3 separate regions of the Zea mays genome follow, and regions 1 and 2 are each linked to region 3. A link is a contact called in public Hi-C data. All regions are on one chromosome and are shown on one strand. The core of a region is the stretch at or near the end of the contact, and the rest is flanking DNA. Distances in the headings are between cores, read along the strand shown. Region 1 holds the start of LOC100284052. Region 2 holds the start of LOC100283751. Region 3 holds the start of LOC100281505.

The links. Hi-C and Micro-C count contacts between places; a contact is called where the count stands out from the background.
Region 1: a Hi-C map of ear shows a contact between it and region 3, with 4 times the contacts expected there. The contact joins the promoter of LOC100284052 here to the promoter of LOC100281505 in region 3. A contact is called at or near these places in 11 of 25 Hi-C or Micro-C datasets (bundle sheath, ear, endosperm and 5 more).
Region 2: a Hi-C map of leaf shows a contact between it and region 3, with 5 times the contacts expected there. The contact joins the promoter of LOC100283751 here to the promoter of LOC100281505 in region 3. A contact is called at or near these places in 9 of 25 Hi-C or Micro-C datasets (bundle sheath, ear, endosperm and 3 more).

The regions. Positions count from the first base shown.
Region 1 is chr5:60,344,025-60,346,724 of Zm-B73-REFERENCE-NAM-5.0, reverse strand. LOC100284052 reads left to right here and starts at 1,420. Exons shown (of 13, transcript NM_001370614.1): 1 at 1,420-1,482; 2 at 1,729-2,026; 3 at 2,131-2,242; 4 at 2,322-2,395; 5 at 2,547-2,615; 6 at 2,693-2,700. The coding sequence starts at 1,736. LOC100501691 reads left to right here. Exons shown (of 13, transcript NM_001196366.2): 10 at 1-28; 11 at 127-204; 12 at 310-357; 13 at 475-749. The coding sequence ends at 546.
Region 2 is chr5:60,406,518-60,409,217 of Zm-B73-REFERENCE-NAM-5.0, reverse strand. It overlaps LOC100283751, which reads right to left and starts at 1,357. Exons shown (of 4, transcript NM_001367171.1): 1 at 778-1,357; 2 at 475-614; 3 at 301-373; 4 at 1-211. The coding sequence starts at 1,192. The coding sequence ends at 102.
Region 3 is chr5:60,015,570-60,018,269 of Zm-B73-REFERENCE-NAM-5.0, reverse strand. LOC100281505 reads right to left here and starts at 1,375. Exons shown (of 11, transcript NM_001154423.2): 1 at 988-1,375; 2 at 617-845; 3 at 420-502; 4 at 227-325; 5 at 45-138. The coding sequence starts at 1,031. LOC100382664 reads right to left here. Exons shown (of 10, transcript NM_001361672.1): 10 at 2,557-2,700. It overlaps LOC100275809, which reads left to right and starts at 1,443. Exons shown (of 3, transcript NM_001403697.1): 1 at 1,443-1,779; 2 at 1,894-2,026; 3 at 2,135-2,700. The coding sequence starts at 1,671. The coding sequence ends at 2,264.

The DNA.
Region 1 (2,700 bases), core at 171-2,670, 330 kb before region 3:
CTTCGATCAAGGGAACAGAATCTCCCAGGTGAAACACCATGAACAATTTGTTGCTTGTCTGATGCCAAATTTTGCGGATGATATGCTATACAGAACACTATATCTACAACTTTCCTATATATGTAGGGTATCAGCTGTGCTGATGTGGCTGATATCTGTGTCAAGGCACTGCATGATTCCACTGCGAGAAACAAAAGTTTCGATGTAAGATTGTTCTCTTGCTCCCTTTCATGTACGGCAACGCTTACTCCTACTGACAATAGTATGCTGTCGTGCAATAACTGAACTTGTTGCTACGCACTCGATTAGGTATGCTACGAGTACGTCAGTGACCAAGGGAACGAGCTTTATGAACTTGTAAGTTAATGGTTGAAATCCAAAACTGATGGATCCTCACGTTCTTGTCAAGGCCATGAATTGTTGTTTCTGTTTAGTTTCGCGTTTGATAATAATATATGGCATGGACGTTTTCAGGTGGCTCATCTGCCAGACAAGGCTAACAACTATCTCGCACCAGCACTGTCTGTTCTAGAGAAGAACACCTGATTGATGCGCACCATCAGACTCGGACATGTAATATACGAGTCATACGACGTGTATATTTTCTCCTCCTGTAAAGCCATACGTTTTTCCTATACAAGCCTTGTGTCATTCACATGGTATGCCGTTTGGCCCTTCTGTAAAGATCATTGCACAGACCGACTCCAGGAAACAAAATTTTATTTTTGCAATATTGCATTGTATGATAAGTTCTCCTGTCCCCACTCCTTTTCATCTAAAACTGTAAAAGTTTGCATAATTTCACCAAGAAGAACAGTACAGTGGAAAAGAAGAGACCAATCTTTGAAGCAAAGGAAGCAGTGCACGTGCACCTGATGAAATGATGGCTGGTTTGCTCACAATCTTGAAAGAGAATGCAAAGCCTGAGGCTGCAAGAGTGGTCCGGACTCTGGAGTACTCTCTCTTTCTCTGTTGGGAAAGTTGGTTTCGGCCTGTTCTGCTGCTCAAGCAGCATACGGCAGCTCACGCCTATGGTGGACAACCAAAGATTCAGTGCTCTGATTCTTCTTGGTTTGTCTTTCTCCGGCAGATCTCTAACGAGTAGATGTTCTCTCTTCTTTTCTTTTCTTCTTTTTTTGAAAGCTTCACTCTAACCTGAAATCGGCTTTACTTAAATTTCGAGCCAACTTAATCTTCTTCTTTGCCAATTCTTTTTTAAAGAAAAGTTTGAGAGATGCCTCTAGTTTTTTTTTTGGGGGTGTGTGTTTGCGACTACAGAGTCTGAAATCACAAATCAGAGCTGTATAGGGAGCAGGTGGCGACTGAGTGACTGACAAACGTGGGGAAGATGGAGACAAAGAAACGCAAGCCTGTGGTCTACTAAAGACGGGGGCATCGCCATCGAGGGCAAACGGAGGCCACAGGATTAGCAGCTTCTCCGTGCTGCTGCGTCTCCTCCTCATCGTCCTCTCCAGTGTCCAGGTAACACCCCCCTGCCGCCAAGTGCTCCTCATCTTCTTCTCCAAGATTTGGAAGTTTTTGACTGCACACAGCAATCTCCAATCCCCCTGATTTCTCTCCCTCCGAGAACACCACTTCCGATTTTCGGTCGAACTATTCGGCATTATTAGAAGATAAGAAGATAAGATATGCTCAGGCGTCGGAGTCGTTCTCAATTGCTGACCATGTCTGTGGAATCCATCGTATTGGCGTTGACCTCCGTTGCAGCTCGGCCATGGCGTTCACCGTCTCCTTCTCCCCCGCCAACGTTCAGATGCTCCAGGCTAGGAGTGGCCACGGCCACGCCACCTTTGGAAGCTGTTCCGCCGTGCCAAGAGCCGGGCCAAGGCTGCGTTCCACGGCCGTCCGGGTCAGCAGCGAGCAGGAGGCGGCGGCGGCCGTCAGGGCGCCGTCCGGGAGGACCATCGAGGAGTGCGAGGCCGACGCCGTCGCTGGGAAGTTCCCTGCTCCCCCGCCGCTGGTTAGGCCGAAGGCCCCTGAAGGAACGCCGGAGATCAGGCCCCTTGTATGCACTCGATGGGTTTCGTCTGTGAATTTTGCGTGCTCTTACTGTAACCGCAAAATCCTGACTTGTGCATATACATATTCTTCTCCCCACGTGTTATTTAGGACATGGCAAAGCGCCCCCGTCGCAACCGCAAATCACCTGCTCTTAGGGCTGCATTCCAGGAGACGAGCATCTCGCCTGCTAACTTTGTGCTTCCATTGTTTATCCATGAAGGTTGGTAGTGGAATTCACTGACATAGAGAGTTGAACACAATTCACATCTGATATGCTGGATTTGCTCGGTGATCTGTAGGAGAAGAAGATGCTCCTATCGGAGCTATGCCAGGGTGCTATAGGCTTGGGTGGAGGCACGGGCTGCTTGACGAGGTACTGAAAGTGTTGGGGCCTTGAGGGTTATCTCGTATCCTGAATGTTTGTTTGCAATGTTCTTTTCGATGAATTTACTGGAGACAAATTCACGTGTTTATTGCTTGGATCAATAGTATTAAGTAACTCTTCAAACTGATGGTATGTGCAGGTTTACAAGGCCCGCGATGTTGGTGTTAATAGTTTTGTTCTCTTTCCTAAAGTTCCCGATGCATTGAAGGTCTATAAACAAATACAACAAATTTCTTGCTTGTCTGTGTCTTAGGCAGAGTAGCTTACGCTCTTGTTTTCCTCCAGTCTCCAAC
Region 2 (2,700 bases), core at 108-2,607, 390 kb before region 3:
TATCTGAACTCAGTTCTCGGTCACGGTACCCTCTTCAGGAGATTCACAAATGCCGGACCCAAACATAGAACAACCCAGTGCTTCTCTTCCCCTCGCACGCATCAGTAGCCCTTGAGCTGGCCGCCCAGTCCAGCTAACGCGATCCATTTCTCCAACGCCGTCGCGGACGACACGAACGCCGACTTGGAGGATTCAGGGTCGAGCTTGCTCACTGGAAAAAACCAGAGGATCCACGAAACCTGTCAGGTTCATTCATACTACGGGCACAAAGCAGGATAGGCCTTTTGCACATGTAACTACCTGATGTAAACAGTGTGGCCAGCGAGCTGTTGAAGCTGTCGACCACGTTCCTCTGCTCCGGGCTTGAGCTGAGCTGTTGTTACACACGCGGATCGAAATAGATGAGAAGAACGCTGGAGTGGAGTCCTGAAAAGACAAGGATGGTTGAGAGAGAGAGAGAGAGAGAGGAAGAACCTTGGAGAAAGCTGCATTGATGTTCTGCACCCACTGGGCGTCTGAGCTTGGTCCCAGCACGCTGCTCGCGGCTGGGAGGTCGTCGTTGTCAATGGCCTGCCCGACTTTGCTGAGCCTGTAGATGAGGTCCTGCAAATACCCTGTGGGTTTTGCGGATCAAACCACAGCACGGTTTACGGTTACTGCTGGAGAGCAAAGCTTCAGAGGTATTCTTGTCTAGTCGTAAATGGAGGGAGGAGGAAGAAGAAAAAAAAAAGAGAGAGACGAGAGCGAGCGGCTGCAACTCATGAGATGTGAACAGACCGGTCTCGGCGCCGGAGGAGCTGATGATGCCCTGCTTCTGCAGCCGCTTCTTCCTGTCCTCCTTCACGCGCTCCAGCAGCTCGATGTCGTCGTCTTCCTCGAGGACAAGCGCCCGCGCGGGGCGGTCAGCGCGGGCGGAGAACGAGGCGGCGACGGCGGCGAGCGCGCACGACGCGAGGCCGCGCCGCCGCCCGACGACGACGGCGGCGGCCTCACGCTGGTGGTCCTGACCACCGCCGCTGCTGACGCCTCTGAACGACACTGGCACGGCTCTCTTCTTGGCCTTCCCTCCTCCCGCTGCGGCAGGAGAAGGATGCTGCGCCGGCAACTCCTGCGCCGCTACCGCTACCGCCGCCGCCTTGGACGCCGGGCCGCATCCAGCGAGCGCCCATACCTCAGTGACAATGGACACCATCGCGTTATCGGCGCAGGACGCACACAGCCTTCTCCTTCCCTTCCCCCACCAGGAAGCAGCACCAAGAGGCAGAGGGGGGAGAAGCAGGCGCGACAAAAAAGCAAGCAAGGAAGCATGCAGCGCTGGCCCAACGAAAGAGTGCCCCCCTTATCCTCACTATCCTGTTTCGGCCGTCACAGCCACATAAAAGTTAGCCCACTGATCACTGAACTGGACAGCATCAGGATCTTGGCAGGCAGCCAGGCGCACACAAAATAGTCGATCCTCCACACAAAATAGAGGAGAGAGACAGACCACCACCATAAATTTCATTCATTGAATTAATAATTACTGTCTCACATACATAAACAATCTCCTTGCACATAGTTACCTACTAACTAAAGGAACCAAACAGGGCCTTAGCTGATCCTGATGTTGGACTAAGGCTCCAACAGCAATATGGATATAATCACTGCGTCTCAGTTCCATCTGTAAAATCTATATAGCCTGTGTTCTAAGGTGCGGATGAATTATGCACAGACACACTAGCCTACTCATTCTTATCTCTGGTTTCAAACTCTGCTATATAAACAATGTAGACTAGAGGCAAGGCTAGGATGTACAGAAAAAAGAGGCACATATCTTTATCACCAGAACCAGCTCCCGCGGCTGTCCACGGCCTTGACTGTGGTGGCTACGAGCGGCATGTGGCCGTACATGGCGGCGAACGCGTTGAGGCACCTTGATCTCTGCAAGCCATGGCCTTTCAGGCTGCTGATGCCGCTCGATCCAATCTCAAATATCCTTCCTGCGGTAGTATATCAAGGGACAGGGATGTGAGGAAGGTACCAGCTGCAGAGGATCATTATTATTATTATTATTCAGTTGCTACTCGAGGCTGTTGCCAATGCAGCAAGCAATGGCCAAGCAGAAAAAAAATGCCAAGGAAGTTTCAGATGAACTACAGTGACTTCTTTGCGCTAGCAGGTGGGAAGCTCAGGAAATTATGAAAGTGATAGTGGCTTCATCAGTTTTTAAATTCCAATACAGCCAAGCAACAACAAGCTCGTGTGGTCAAACAATGTAAAAAGCTACATAGTCCTCCTAATTGCAAGTATAAACCGTCCCTCTGAAATCTGAATCTAAACGAAGGATAAGGTCTGTAGACCCTACAGTGGCTGATAAAGTTTGTCACGGCCAAACAAAACAAAAAAAAGACTATCTAAGTATATTTTAACTAATAATGTCCATTAACTGAAACCGCTCTCTCAAGATTAAATTTGTGGATGCAAGAAGCAGACAAATTCAGCTGATTCGGCAGCTCTCTCTCTCTCTCTCTCTCTCTCTTTTGTCAAGAACATTTTTCTTACTCCTTGATGAAAAGGGTGCTCATTGCTCACTGACCTTGCACCCATATAGGCGGGGCTCCAGTAGCATTTGCAACAAGAAAAGCCATGGCGATGTCCTCACAGTTCCTGCCAAGCGTTACCATAGCGAAAGAGTAAGATCCATGGAGTGGTACACTCCAC
Region 3 (2,700 bases), core at 126-2,625:
CAAGACTCGATAACGGGAAGAAAGTTGGAAGCGCCAAAGCTTACTATTGACTGCAGAGGATGCCCTTGCCTGCCTTGCTCATACGCGTTAGCTCTCAGCTCTTCAAAGCTAATATCTCCCGTGATGTCACAAGGACCGCTAACACAAACAAAATACAAAAAGATGAGCACAATGCATTGAGGGAGGCAGATGCCACTAGTTGAAGCACGACGAGTTAGTTATTTACCTCCTGAGGTGAGCATAGCACGTAAGCTTCCAGAGTGGAGTTTCATTCTTAAAATCCTCGGCAATCTGTTGCCTGCAGGACTCAGGATCTGTACAGGAGCTGGCAAAAAAACTCACAAAGTTGGTGACTCACATATAGCAAGGAATAATCAAGCAGGATTCAAAAGTACAGCATCCCAGAATCGCAGACTCACGTGTGGGCTGCTGCTGGTGGCTGTGCCGCTTCCTGTTGCTTCGTTGGGGCTGAGGGGTCCCTTACCCATTTATTTTGAAATGGCTGATTCAACAAATCCATCAGTCAAATAAAGGAATGATCGTTACACAAGCTGAATTCCACAAGTGAGAAAGAACCATAAAAAAACAGATTATGTATCCATCAGACAACACAAACCTTTGCCTGGCCAGGAGCGTTTCTGGACTGTGCAGCCGCACTGCCTTGCACTCCAAATCCAAACGGGTTGGGCTTCTGCTGCTGCTGCTGCTGGAACTGCGCACGAAACGAAGACTGCTGCTGTTGCTGCTGCCTACTCCCTAAGCCGAACCCAAACGGGTTGGGCTTCGCCTGCTGCTGCTGCTGAGAGGAGGCGTGCACAAACCTGCAGTGCGATCCGTACTTGCAGCTGCACCATCCAGGACGTGAATGAAAACCACAGAAGGTACGGGCACCCAGAGCGAGCATAACGACTGAACTTAAATAAATGTGCACAGCCGGAGGCAATCGCATGCCGCGGCAACGGAGAGGGGGAGGAGAATACTCCGCACCTGCCGCGCTGGAAGTTCCTGCAGAGCTCCTGCCGCCGGTCCATCGCCGGGAACGGTGAGGAGGACCCGAGCCGTGCGCTGGAGCTCAAGTCCTAGGGTTTCGTCACCGCCTCCAACTGCAACTGCCTGCTCCCTCACGCGGAACTCGCGTCGACGCGACGCACGGCTCGCGACTTGTGAAACTGGAGCGTAAGGGAAGGGGAAGTACCCGGTGTTCTTTCCTCGCGGCGGCCGGCGTGGCGTGGGCGTGGCACGCGACGCGGGCGGACGCCGTCGGAGTCGGGGAGTCCTACGCAGCGTCGGAGTCGGGAGGATCCTCCCTGGGCCTCGTCCTGGGTGAGGTGCAAGCGCTGGGCTAGGTGCCGCAGGCCCGATAAAGATCCGGCCTAGCCCGGGAGCAGGTGGGCCCATCGTATCTTCCTTCCTCCAGTCGCAACTCGCGAGTCCACTGGTCACTTGTGTTAGCGCTGGTGATTCGGCAGCCAGCGAGGCTGATCCGGGACCGGGTGGCTGGCCGGTGGCCACACCAGAGGTCTATTATACCTGGATTCCGCGAGGCCACGGACCACGGTGCGCGCGCTCTTGTCTTGTTCCTGTGCCTGCCACTGCCAGTGCCACCATCTCGCCGTCGGCGTCGGCTCGTCGCCTGAGAGCCGAGGCCACGCAGGCACCCGGGCCGGGGGATGTCGGCGCCGGCGGCACAGGCCGTGGTGGCGCTGGCTCTCGCGGCCATCCTCTCGACCCCGGCGCCCCAGGCGGACACCTTCTCCAACGTCCCGCCCACGCTCTCCGGTGCGTGCAGACACGCACATTCGGCACATGCTTCGCAACCTTTTTCCCTTTTGTGCATGCGTATGTCGTAGTCGTAGCGTCAGCGTGGCTGACGGAGGAGGAGCTGGTGAGCAGGGGGCGACGGGAAGCAAGAGCGGATCAAGCACCCCAGGTCGGCCAAGGCGTTGCAGTGCACGACCAAGTGCGTCGGCACCTGCATCCGCGGCGGCGGCGGCGCGCCCGGCGAGGGGCCCCTCAACGTCAGGAGGTAAAATAATAAAGAAAAACACCAGCCACCGGACCTACACCGGCGGACGAGTACTGCCGGTGCGTTTGACTTGTTCATTCACGTTGGGTTGTTTTCTGGTGTGCGCAGGCCCCTCGTGGTGTTCAAGGACGGCTTCCGCAGCCGGCAGTACTGGTGGGTACTACTACTACCTGCACTACAGCCCCCTCTTCTTTTCACTATAGCAGATGCTACCACTGCTCGTGGGTCACCAAAGTGAGCTCAACTTTCTGATCTGATCAGTTTGTTGTTCAATTAGCCTGATAGAGTGCTCGGACATTTGCAATCGCATCAAGGATGGGCAGGACGGACCCTGAGACGGGCCAGAGGAACAACATGCCCAAGCCCAAAGTTGTTGGAGCAACTGCCATGGCTGCGGTGCAGGCTAGATATGGGATCCGGTTCTTCTGCCAGGCCTCCAGAAGCAGAACTTCAGAGGCGACAAGGGTAATAAGGTACAGTAAACCAGTCAGTAACATATAGGATCCAGAGACATTTGCTAGCAACAAAATCCGAGAAAAGCTGTTAAGAGTGATGCGTAGTGGTCTTGATAACCGTTAATGCGATGAACGTCAGGACCATGATGAACAGATACAATGCATAAATAGCACCATGATGAACTTAAGTTTTTATCTGGGAGTAGGAGTTATGTACAG